Regions from separate parts of the Mus musculus genome. Here region 2 is linked to region 1. A link is a contact called in public HiChIP or PLAC-seq data. All regions are on one chromosome and are shown on one strand. Each heading gives the region's core, a stretch centred on a gene start, on an enhancer-like site or on the middle of the called end of the contact. The rest is flanking DNA. Distances are from core to core; before and after follow the strand shown. Region 1 holds the start of Psd3 (pleckstrin and Sec7 domain containing 3). Region 2 overlaps Csgalnact1 (chondroitin sulfate N-acetylgalactosaminyltransferase 1).

What was found. HiChIP or PLAC-seq counts read pairs in DNA pulled down with a chosen protein or histone mark.
Region 2: an H3K27ac HiChIP or PLAC-seq map of oligodendrocyte precursor cells shows a contact between it and region 1, with 9 times the contacts expected there. The contact joins the enhancer-like site here to the promoter of Psd3 in region 1. A contact is called at or near these places in 6 of 15 datasets of contacts at CTCF or cohesin (the NIH/3T3 cell line, embryonic stem cells, large pre-B cells and 2 more), 31 of 484 Hi-C or Micro-C datasets (the AtT-20 cell line, B cells, CD4 T cells and 10 more), 3 of 115 datasets of contacts at active chromatin or transcription factors (bone marrow-derived dendritic cells, embryonic stem cells and oligodendrocyte precursor cells) and 2 of 9 other capture datasets (embryonic stem cells and macrophages).

What each region holds. Positions count from the first base shown.
Region 1 is chr8:67,971,828-67,978,012 of GRCm38.p6, forward strand. It overlaps Psd3 (pleckstrin and Sec7 domain containing 3), which reads right to left and starts at 2,747. Exons shown (of 16, transcript NM_177698.4): 1 at 2,306-2,747. The coding sequence starts at 2,336. Gm15991 (a long non-coding RNA gene) reads left to right here. Exons shown (of 7, transcript XR_003947558.1): 3 at 747-956; 4 at 5,966-6,017.
Region 2 is chr8:68,702,949-68,709,133 of GRCm38.p6, forward strand. The region is part of intron 1 of Csgalnact1 (chondroitin sulfate N-acetylgalactosaminyltransferase 1); the gene reads right to left. Among named protein-coding and RNA genes, the nearest start is that of Csgalnact1, 29 kb to the right of the region's middle. Within about 2 kb of position 3,028, at least 12 of the 459 cell types and tissues checked have an H3K27ac peak or open chromatin away from gene starts, as enhancers often do. A contact at or near this core is called in oligodendrocyte precursor cells, where this site is marked.

The DNA of each region.
Region 1 (6,185 bases), core at 1,497-3,996:
TACACCTTCTTGAATTACTTCAACAGTGGGAGTTTCACAGAAACCATCGAAAGGCAACCCACTCTGACTTGTGCTGAAGCAAGGATGGAAATGGAGTGCCGATTCTGACCACTCAGCCTGTAACTTTACTAATGAACAGCCGTGGCAAAGACGCCTCATTTACAAATAGAAAAATTAACCCTTGCAGAATTAAAGACCTCAACTGAGTTTTGTCTATAAGTAACTATAATTCTGAACTATGAAAAACAGTGACCAATAACCTCGCCAGAAACAGAGCAGAGCTTACATTCTCAAAGCAATGGAAAGGGGCTCATTAAAACAAAGCAGGGGATAATCTAATCCACTTACTAGACAATAGAAGATGTATTTGGTATGATAAAAATATCAGAAAGTGAGTGTAAATAATGCAGACCTGCCAAGCGAGTAATGTACTTCTTTAAACTTTGGGACGCACTCTCCACCCTGATAAAAGTCACATTTGGGAGAAGACTATGATATATACTGAATGATGCTCACTATTTTCTGGAGTCTGCTAGCTCTCTAAATGCATGCATATTCAAGGTTTTATGTGCTTCAAAGGCCGGAAAGACCTGCCAAGCATTATCCAAGCTTTTAGCATGTGCATACAAATGCAGAAGGTTCCATTAACTGGACATTCTCCCCCTGGTGATTAACAGTTACAGCTGTGCTTACCACAGTCTAAATCCCACAGGCTAATGATTCTGAACCCAATTGTTCTCATTCAGCCCCTCTCCCTACAGGAGCGACAGTAGTTTACCATGTCTGTCAATGTCGGCGGAAGCTTTAAAAACTACAGAGCAGCACACGAACAGCGTTCAGGTCAGAGGATGGGATAAGAAGCAAGCCATTAATTGTAGAGCAAAGTCTCTGCAACAGCACAGAGAGAAGAAAGCTTGCAGCAGGAGCCCATCTGAGAGCAACTACTTCTCATAATTGTAAGTCCCTGCAGATGTCTTCCTTTAGCCTTACCTCTTCTCTCTCCTCTATTTTATCCATTCTGTCCACTTTCTACACTTCCTCCTGTTTACACATCCACACCTCTAATATCCACTTTTAAGTTTCCTCTACACTGACTCTAGTTTATATTAAGGTTTTTTTAAAGAGAATAATGGTTCACACTGAACCCTTTGCAGCTCCACAATATCATTTGAGCAGCCATCTTTTGCTAAGGTTAACACACATGTGGTAATATTAGAATAAATTTTTCTTGCACATTTTTGTTAAATCATTTAACAGTGAAGAAATTTAAAGTGATGTTCAAAACACTGTATAGTTCTTTTAAAACTGTGAGTGCCAATTGCCAAGCAGCTAGAGTGATTGGCCGTGATAGCCAACGACAGCTGTGGGCAAGGCAGGGTGAGGTTAGAGAAGCAGCCTCACTGAGCTGGGGCTAAGCCTCAGCTGATCCACACTGGCACTCCCATCAGAGTCTAAAGTCAGGTTTCGTCCTGCAGACTGACACGAACAATTCCAAGCACATCAACATTGACCGGTCAACAGAACGTTGAAACTTGGTTTCTCTAGAGAGAGAAATAAATCTTAAAATACTATAAAATGTTTTTGACAGATAGGAAAGACACACTGAGAAATAAGAAGACAGTTGCTATAAACTTCCTGGAAAGGCTGTGATGACTTCAGCGTCAACTCCAATGAGAATATCCTGAAGTCACCCCCACCCCCTCCAGGCTACTTCAGTTCCTGGCTGTGCTTCGGACAAAAGCAGCTTGGGTTCTTTAAGAGAAACTCCTCCCCATCCCATCCAACACTAAACTAAGGAATAGCCTGTTTCCTTCTTTCTGCCTAAATCATGCAGCACAGAAAGGGTGCTTGTTTCTATAGGATGATAGAATGCCCTGTTCCTGGGAAACCTGCTTGGGGACGGGGAATGAAAGGAAGTAAAATTATAGGTAAGCATGATACTCTACTCTCCACTTACATTTTTTTTTAAAAATTAGAACATTCAGCATCAGACACTAAAACAAATATTAAAAGCTAAAGCCAAGTGAGGTACTGGGCAAAGGCGTTCAGAGGCCCCCGTTGCATCTTTCCGTTTTCTGGGCAATTAAAGAGTGCTTGGCAGGGATGCCCCAGAATGAATGCAGTCTGCTCTTTTCTATGGCAGGATTCAGCAGAACTTGGGCTAGCCCCCAGAAGTCTCCTACTGGGATGGCCGAAAGACAACACAAGCAGTCAATAATACAGACGGAAAATGTCACAGCAGCATTGCACAAGAGATAGATAATATATATTTGCCTGCATAGACCTACAAATAGAGGTTACTCACAGAGATTACTGTAGCTCCAGCAGTTACCCATTGATCATAGAAAATGCCCAGTTCATCAGTTTAACGCTTGAGAAAAGTTAACGAGAAAAGAAGCAAGCTAATGCAAAATGTGCTGTTCTAGTCAACTGGAAGCAAATTAGTTTCAAATTTCCTGGAGGCCCCTCTTGCCCTGCACTGCACACGGTGATGTAAATGGAAGCACTTTGAGCACTTGGAACCAGAGCTGAGCCGAGCCCAGGAACTGCCGCCTCAGCCCCTCACAAAGGCAGAGCAGCCCGCTCTCCTGCTGTGCTCAGCCTCGGTCGCTCTCTACCTTGGTAGCTTACCGAAGACAGCCACTGTGGGGCTTTTCTATAATTGTCAAAACTACTTCCAAGGAGATAACTGAGATGTCGGGAGTTAGCTTTAATGTAACCATTCCCCCAGTGCAGCAGCAGGAAGCCGGCAGAGGCTCTGAGAGGATCGTACCATCCTGGGTGACATCAGAGGTGGGGCTGTCATCCTAGTATTATGCAGCATTTTCTCTGATGCTGGAATGACACACATGAACCGAGATGGGCCGGTTCCCTTTAAAAGCATTTAATTCTCACGCTGTTCCGACGGAAGAGGCAAATGCAAAAACACTGCCCAAAAGCTGCTTCCATGTCAATCCAGAGCTGACAGTCTTTATCTCACTTGTAAGTGCTGCTGCCACACAGTCATTTTACTAATGATTACATTACTGTTCCTGTGACAAATTAATATTTCACAGTAATTGATAGTAATTGGAAACGTCCCATGAAAAGATTCAAAGATGTTGTGATCCAGTTTTAAAAGCAATGGGATAAACTTTCACATCACCTACAGTACTTTGGATGCATGCAATACTTTTCAAGCAATCTCAGTAAAAGCACTCCTTTTGTAAATAATAATATAAAATTAATACATAGTTAGTAACATAACACTGACTCTTGGACTTGATATAAATATTAAAAATAAATCTTGGGTGGAGAGTGTCCATTTGTGCTACAGCGCCTACCTAACCCTGAGTTTGATTCCCCAACACTGGAAAAAATAAAAAGTAAGTAACTCATCTTCAGTATCATTAATATTGCAATCAGCATGAGAAACACAGACACTTCAAAAAACTTTCCTATTTCATACACTCAGTAACCAGCAACCAAGAGCCAGAAAATGTGCTCACTTTAATTTATAAAAAATATTAATTTATAAATTTTATTTTAATTTATAAAAAATGAATGGCCACTTTTATAAATAATATAATTAGGTTAGAAAATGTGTAGTAATATGCTAGACACTGCACTAAGAAGTTTCATTTTGTGAATCCTTCTATCCCCCAGAAGTCTCTACAATAGCTACTATTATGAACCCATTTTATTGATGAGACTACTAAAATACAAAAGAGGTGTGAGTCTTGTCAGATCAGATGAGTAAAAGAGGCACCACTGGAAGGGACTCAAACTCAGACACTACGGCTCGAAAGCTCAGCCTCTGTACCACCAAGCTACACTTCCCACAAGTCTGCATGCCAAGAAAGAATTCTGAAAGAAATGTTCAGGGTTTGAAACTACAACAAACCAAGTAGGCCCATCTCTCAAGAAGACCAATTCATACGCAGGGGACAAAGATCAGATGGTGTATCTAGGGACAGCAGACTTGGTGACAGAAATGAAGCTGAGAAGTCCAGCTTGACAGCTGGCAGCTTGTCTTACTTGGGGAAAGGCTTAAAATCTCCCAGCTTTAGTTTATTAACCTCCAAGCTGTGGATGTTTAGCTTCTTGATTAGTAAACGCTGTGGTGAAGGCACAGGATCCGGACTTGTAATCTAGACTCCGTTACCTTCCAATTGTGTCACTTTAAGGTTATTTAACGTTTCTAGTCAGCTTCTTCATTCAAAACCACACAAATAATAATAGGGTTACACTAAGGATTAAATAAACTACAAATACAAATAAACCACTCAGATAGTAAATAATGATAAAAGCTCAAAAGTAATTATTGTAACTCTTATTATCAACAACTACCATTGCTTGGTGTAGAGACAGGGTCTCAAATACCCCAGGATGGCCATAACTGCTGATCTTCCTGCCTCAGTCTTCTGAATGCTGAGTTTATAGGCATATGCCACCAGCTTATTTTAAACTAAGCTGCCCGGTTCTTCTTTTTCCAAAACTCTAAGCAAAGCTGCTAGGATTGGGCAGAGGGATGAGTAGAAAGGAAGAGAGGACAATTTCTGTTGGCTTCATCCACATGTTAACCAATCCACAAATCACGGGTTTCCAAAAGATGCAATCTAATATTGATGGCAGCCTTCCGAGAGTCCTTACGATGGAAAGCATAGGACAGACACCCTTGGCTCTCTGCTTTCTTAAGCATGGGCTGCAGAAGAGGAGTCAGGAATGAAACAGCCTGAATGGTAAGCATTCCAAACAGCTGGGGAGACAAAATAAGAACCCTATACCCCACGAAGACTCTCACAACCCTAGTAACTTCTGTAATAAAGAGAAAAACCTCTTGAGTTCTTTCGCCTCAGTTTCAGTCACTGGTTACGTCCCAGTACCTTCCTTCTGTTAGAAATCTCCCAGGATCCATCTTTTCTGAAGCAACTACAGAACAGATGAAAATGTAGCTCTGAGAACTTTAGGTCCTTCTTGTACGACTGCTACTGCATTTGACTTTATAAAGTCAACAGAGCACAGCTCGTCTGCACTTGCCTCGTTTCCTCTCCTGGTTCTACTATCAGAGTCTAACCTTGTTCTACACCTCAGATGTCTGCTCTAGCAGGTTTACAGGTACTTTTGAATTTACTAATGATTGGCAGACTTCCTTTATCCTACAACATAATCTCTTTAGATCCAGTCTTCCCACTCAATAGAAGAGTGAGGTAGACTGAAGCTAAGGAAAGAGGTCTGGTGCGGACACCTAAGGCCATCAATGTGGAACCATAATTATGGCTAGTGGTATCAATGTTGAGACTTACTGTAATGCCATTTCATGATTATAAAGACAGTTTCACAGAATATCTGTCAGTTTTCATCTTAAACCAACTTTATGAGAAAAGTGCATCACTTTTCCCCAGTTACTGTTTTAATTATACTGAGAAACTAACAGTAAAATTTTATTCCAAGCCTGGTATAGTTCCAGAACTCAGGAGACTAGGAGAACATTATTAATTTGAGGGCAGTATAGGAAACATTGTGAGTTCAGGAGAAACTTCATCTATGTAACAAGATTTTGTCTCAAAAAGAAAAAAAAAATCAGTGAATACAAAGGACTATAAAAATGAGACACAACGGCTTACCCAAATCATTTCATCAAAGTAATGAGGCAAAGGCACCTGAGATAATTAAACACAATGAGGATATAAATATAACTGTCGCTATAGGATTATATAAATGTAAGTAAAGCGTAAGTGGAAGCAGTTCTGCACAGCCCAGACCATTTCCACCACCCCTAGAAGGGGCCTGAGTCTCCTGTGAGTCTCAGGGAAAGGAAAGGCCTGCATCGTGCATGAAGGGTTAAGGTGTGCTACATACACAGAGGACCATTTTGGCACCGTGCCTTATGCTCCACACGTGGTCAAGTCGTTTCCCATAACAAAAGCCGTTAAACATGCACAGCATCTCACCACTCTCACAAGCTTACGTCTGTCTTCTACAGGTACCACCAGGAGAAAGCCTGGACTTGCGAGCAAGAGTCTTACTTTCCTGGGGTATGTAAAGGGGCTGAATAAGAGTAGCTTACTCTCTAAATCTGCTCCTCGTCTAACCTGGAAAGCAGACCCTGTCCCAGAGGCAGAGTTAATTTCCGTCTTTCGTATGTTCCATGTCACACATTCAACATGTCAAGACCGTAGTGACTGCTTTCTATGAAGAGCAGC
Region 2 (6,185 bases), core at 1,778-4,277, 730 kb after region 1:
TCTATGGTACCTCACATTGCATTCTTTAGCTAGCAATAGGTAGCTCTCTAGACCCAGTCTCCATGAACGAGAAACTGAACTCTCTGGGTCTCCTTGTCTGTACCTTGGTAAAATTGGGTATCCCTCTTGAATACTAACCTTATTCTTGGCCAGGACTCCATCTATCAATCTCTGTTTGCTTCTGTGTATTTTGACCTTGATTCCATCTTTATTCAAGTAACCACTTTAGACCAGAAATGAGTTTGGAGTTCTTGTCTGACAAGAACTTCCCATTTATCACTGGTGCAGAACTCCAAGGCACTAAACCCATGGGAATTTCTTCGTCAATGCAGCCTACCTTGCATACCAGTTAGAGATGGGTGAGTTCCAGAATGTAGAGCGATCCAAGGCATTGCCCACTGACTGTCCAAGACATGGGGTTGTTGCTGGGAGGCAGCTTGATACAAGCCTAAGATGATCCACCATAATCTCTGAATTTGCTAAGGCTTGTGGGTAGGAGAAATATTGGGTTCACAGAAAATTTGAGAAGAAAGTATAGAGATTTCCAATATATTACTTACACCAGTCAACATAGGCCCAACCTCCTCCATTACCGTCATCCCACACTAGAGTGCTGTGCTTTTGACAATTGATGAACACACTCTGACACATTTTAATCAACCGAACTGCCTACGTTATATTAAGATTTAGTCTCAGCATTGTACACGGGATGGGTGCTATGGTTTAGACTGTCACTCACAGATCTGTGAGTTAAAGGCTTTGGTCCCCAGAGAGGCATTGTTAGGAGATGATGCGTATCTGTTGGATGTGGGCCTCATGGATATTCTTTGGTTCTTGAAGTTCTTAAAGGGGTCATGAGGCCCTAGTATCTTCCTGGCTGATAGGGTAAATGGTTTTGCTCTGATTCATAAACTCCTTCCATGATATACTGTTCAGTGTTTCGTTATGAAAGAAAGATGACTAATACAGTGGGTTGTGATATCTCTCTCTCCCTCTCCATCTATCTATCTATCTATCTATCTATCTATCTATCTACCTATCTATCTATCTATCTATCTATCTATCTATCTATCTATCTATCATCTGTCTCCGTGTGTGTGTGTGTGTGTGTGTCTGTGTGTGTGTGTGTGTGTGTGTGTGTGTGTGTGTGTGTGTGTGTGTGTGTCTGTGTGTCTGTGTGTTTTACCTCATGGTTTCAGAGGTGTCAGTCCATCATGGTGGGAAAGGAATGGCCCCAGAGCAGCTCAGCTCCTGTTGGCAAGACAGTCAAGCAATGGAGTTGTCACATGGTGGTGCAACAGGAGCCAGGGATGACTGGAACCAGAGGCCAGATCATAACCTGCAAAGTCATAACCCCAGTGACTCACTTCCTCAGCTTCATCTCCTAGAGATTCTGCAGCCTCAACAGCACCCACCAGCTAGGAAGTGAGGACTCAAAGCACGAGCCTGTGTGGAACACCTCAGATTCAAGCCAGGGCACCCTAGGGAAAATTACGGAAACGTGAAGTTTCTACCAAAATAGGCGAGTTCTGCCCAAGATAACTAGACATTAGGAAGCAGGGAAGGTCTATAGATTTAAAATGCACTGTAAATGATTGAAATTTAAAGATCAGTCAACCTTTTTTTTTTCTAATAAAACATAAAATCATTAGAGCCAGGAGAAATGGTTCAGCAGTTAAGAGCACTTGCTGCTCCTACAGAGGGCCCAAATCCAGTTTCCAGAATGCTTCATGTGGATGAAGCAACTACAAGCACCTGAACCTCCAGCTCCAGAGGGATCCCATGCTGCTTCTGCCTCCCATGGCACCTGCACACACATGCACATGTTACATATGCACAAACACATACACACAGATAGACAGACAGGTAAATGTAACCATCCTTGTAATCAACACGGTCAGACCACTTCTGTAAACGTGATTAAAAACTTATTTTTTCAGGGTGGGAGGCTTTCCCTTTAGGCATGATTAGAATGCCCAGCACGGTGTTTTGATATGTTCATATATTGTGGGATGATTAAATCAAGATGGCCTTGTTTTCCTGGGTCATGAAAATAGCTCAATGCGTAAACACACTTCCTGTGCAAGGCTGGTGACCAAATCTGATCTCTCAAACCCATGTAAAAGTAGAAGAGAACTACTGCCACATGGGTGTGTGCGCATGCATATGCACCCACACAAACACATCATGAATGCAAACAATATTGTTTTATTTTAAGACAATTTTTGTTGCTGTATAATTTACCATATATCTGCCATATTTCTTATAAAAAATTTGCCACCTATTCTCTTAAGAATTTGCAAATACATTATGACACCAAATAGAAGGGAAATTGATGTGTACTTCCTTAAGACTCTAAAACTGTGTAGAGTCTCTATGTTGTAACACCTTGGCTTCGTTGTAATAAAAAGAATGGATGTTGCTTAAGAGCCCACACTTAGGTACCAGGCACTGGTTCTCAAATCTGCACGCCAGTGCTTCGCAGATTCATCACCTGGACGAGTGATTTAGCCATTCATTGCCTCAGTTTCCTCGATGGTAAAACTGAGCACCATCCATCCCACAAGGCGGCCCACAAGAATTCAAAGGTGGGTCTGTGGGAAATATTCATTATCCCTGGCAGCGGGAAGCCCTGGAATAATTTCTGGCTTATTTCAAAAGATCTCTCACTTTTTATAATCATAGTTCAGCTACTGGGAAACCATGAATACACACTCAGGTCAGCCCTAAAGTCAAGCAGTGAGTGAGATCCGAGGCTACAAACAGAGGCTTGTGCTGCTGCTGCTGCTGCTGCTGCTGCTGCTGCTGCTGCTATGGATGGAGTCATTAGAATGAAGTGTCTGACAAACTCAAAGATGTCCTCACACTTGCTGCTGGGAGCTAAAGACAGAGCTTCATCCTGTCTCAGGTTCTGTGGGTTTAGGTCTGACTTTTAATCTTATTTGCACAGGCTCATTCTAATCTAAGCACACACATACACACACACACCCCTCATTGATTTAGGAGCCACATGCTCGTTCCACAGTTCAGCCAACGATCTGTGCCTTAGTAGAATAAAGTACTATTCATTCACTTAAGGGGCACGTCACAGCTGCATAAAAAGGTGGCTTGTTAATTCATTTCTGGAGTGTTAATACTTTCTTAGAATTTTTACCAAAAGTTCTACAATGCTTGTAGGTGTGTATTTCAGCTCTATAAGAAGAAAAAAAAAAACCGACCCTTTCCTCACTCCTAGAGGACTTAACTTGCTCACCAGTAAGCATCCTGGAGATTCAAGGTGAGATGAAACGCAATGGAAGCAAACCACAGTCACCTTCAAGCAAGCAGACTGATTGCTAAAGAGCCATAAACTACAGAATATATTCCTAAAACAAAATCTCCAAAGAAAATGATAATTTTCTTTGAGCTGCTTCTCCATTGGTTTGGTTTGGTTTTAGCTGATAGACTTCCCAAAGGCAATGAATACAATGCTCTCTCATTTCCTCTCACAAGACATCCCATGGATATTTCCACAACAATATAAGCCAGTTAAATATGACTTGCTGTGTGTCCTTTGAAATCTACCACTGTGGCAGAGACAGCAGGTGACATCATGTGAAAAGCAAGGCCTTTAGCTATAATAAGCCAAGGAAGTTAGAGAACACAGAGCTCAGGGGGCTCTGGGCTCACTCTAGTCTGTAGTTATTCATTTGATTGCTTACTTCTTACATGACTGCATGAACATTTGAGGACAATGTTTTGGTTGGAATTGTTACCTTGTCCTTGTTCATTTCATTGCTGCTGAGTTCTCTTGGGGATAGAATTTAAGATTAACTTGGGGAAGCAACAAAAATCATAGGGAATGCTTCTGAGTTGAGCCGTCCAGACTCTGAAAGACCTGACTTATAAAATAGTGCACTTCTTGTCTCCTGGAGTGTTCAGGCACAGGCACCTGGGATGCTAAAGAGATTTCAAGTACCAAGGGGCTTAAGGGGTTAAAAATGCAGCTGCTCACAGAATTTGCACACCTGCATGCATCCAGTCAAGCTGCCAATAAAGAAACTGCTTACACTGGGTGACTGAATACATTCTGTTTGGTTAAACCTGTGTGTGCTAAGATCAGAATCATAATATTTAAGCAAGCATCTATTCTGGAATGGCCTTTTAAAAACATCATCTCAAAGAACAAAACAAGTAAACTGTCTAAGGTGAACTCACAGGCAGGAATAAGTAGGTCATGCGTTGAGCTGTGTGCTGTCTGTTCATGCATGCAAAGCCTGGGGTGTTCCCTAGTGAACCAAACAGTTAACCAAATCCCAGAGCTAGAACAAAGTGATCCCTAATGGTCCCTGAATGTCTTTCTAGAACCAAGTGTGCTTTAAAACTGTCCTGGTGTTTAACTACCTAGTAACGCTGATGTAATTCTCCAGTGTCTAGCCACTGAGAAATCTTGCAAACCAGACTGCAACTAGAACAGGCTGAGTTACTTCCTCAACCCTAAGCCATTGTGCACCAGGCAGATTGAAGCTAGTTTTTCTCCAGTCCTGCATTCCATGTGCCACCAGGACAGCTCATAAATGTCCAGAGAAAAGAAGCAAGGATGACTCGATGCATTGGGAATGGAGAACTAATCCTGGCAGAAATCCTACAGGATTAGATAGGTCTCCTCCAGAAGACAGTGGGGAAGGTCTCATGGGAGTGTGGTTAAGAGCCCTTAAAAAAAATAATGGGTGGCAGATTTAAGACATGACTCAGCAGTTAAAAACCCTGGCTGCTCTTCACAAGGACCTGGATTCAATTCCAAGCACACACTAGGTGGCTCACAATCATCTATAATTCCAGTTCCAGGTGATCCAATGCCCTCTTCTGGCCTCTTTCGGTATTGCATGTCTACAAAATGATGCGTATAGGAAATAAATTAAAATGCTGATCCAAGGAATAACTGAGTGGGCAGGCTGTACTGAAACCCCATTCTGGCATCTTAGTTAGGTCTAGTATTGGGGTTTTGATCAGCATGTTGTATAGACAGTACATAGAAAACAAGACTGTTTCTGGAAATACGTTATTCACCAGATGTTTTCTTGCAATCAATTCTAAGTTTTCAGAGTTAAAAGAATCAGGCAATGTAAGTGCACACCACATTCTGGATCTACTGGCTTGATTCAGTTCTCTCCTTTTTCTAAAATTAATGTGCTGAAACTGGTATGGTGTCAGGTATATTAGTGTAATGCTTAATTGTATTCCTCGAACTGTCTTTGATGGATGTTAACTAACAAGAAAAATCTGCACCCAAAAATGCTATTTTTAATTTCCTGTTATCTGCAGGAGGTGAAGAGTTCTTAACAGAATTCCTGCAACAAAATACATCCATTTAAAATCAATAAATGTCAGCTATGGTAAACTTCATTTATCAGCTGCCATAAAACACATTCCAGCCTCAGTGGCTGAATTCAGAAACCATCTCGAAGACAAGAGTACACAAACAAACTCTGACTTGCTAGTAATTGACCTTTCACTTGATATTAAGTCTTCTCCAATGACTGAAAATTTAAATAAAAATCAGCTGTGCCTTTATGAGGCATCTTCCCAGCACCCGCAAGGACTTATCTCACAATAGCTGCTCAACATTTGTGTGGGTGCACGTGAATGTGAGTGTGTGCATCCATGTGGGGGGGAGTGTGAATGTGTGTGAAAGTGTGCATGGTGTGAGTCTGTGTGCAACTGTGTGAGCATGTGTGTGAATATGTTTGTTAAAAGAATAAGCACGTAAAATAGTATTAAGGTTCATAGCTTTATAACAAACCTGGAATGAAAGATCAAAAACACACACAAACTATTTTTGGCAACTGTGATCAGGTGGCAGCATAATCTGGTGGCTTTATAAATTATGTCACAGGTTTCAGTGGCCAGTCGGCTTTGCTATGGAGTGATTCCCAGGCTAATGAAAGATGCTGTCTCAAATAGCAAGATCGTCCTCTGATCGTCACACAAACATGTATACACAAATAATGAAACAATTCCTTAATGTATCTTATAACTTTGATATGTTTGTTATTGTCAATTTGTCCATTTTAAAAGTAAAACAAGTAGCTATCACAAATACATTCGAAAAGCAGGCAGATAAAAGTGAAATGCTTATACTTCAAAACGGTTATATTACCAAGGCACCAGTCTTCTATTTTGGAGACCATGCCAACCGTGTTGAA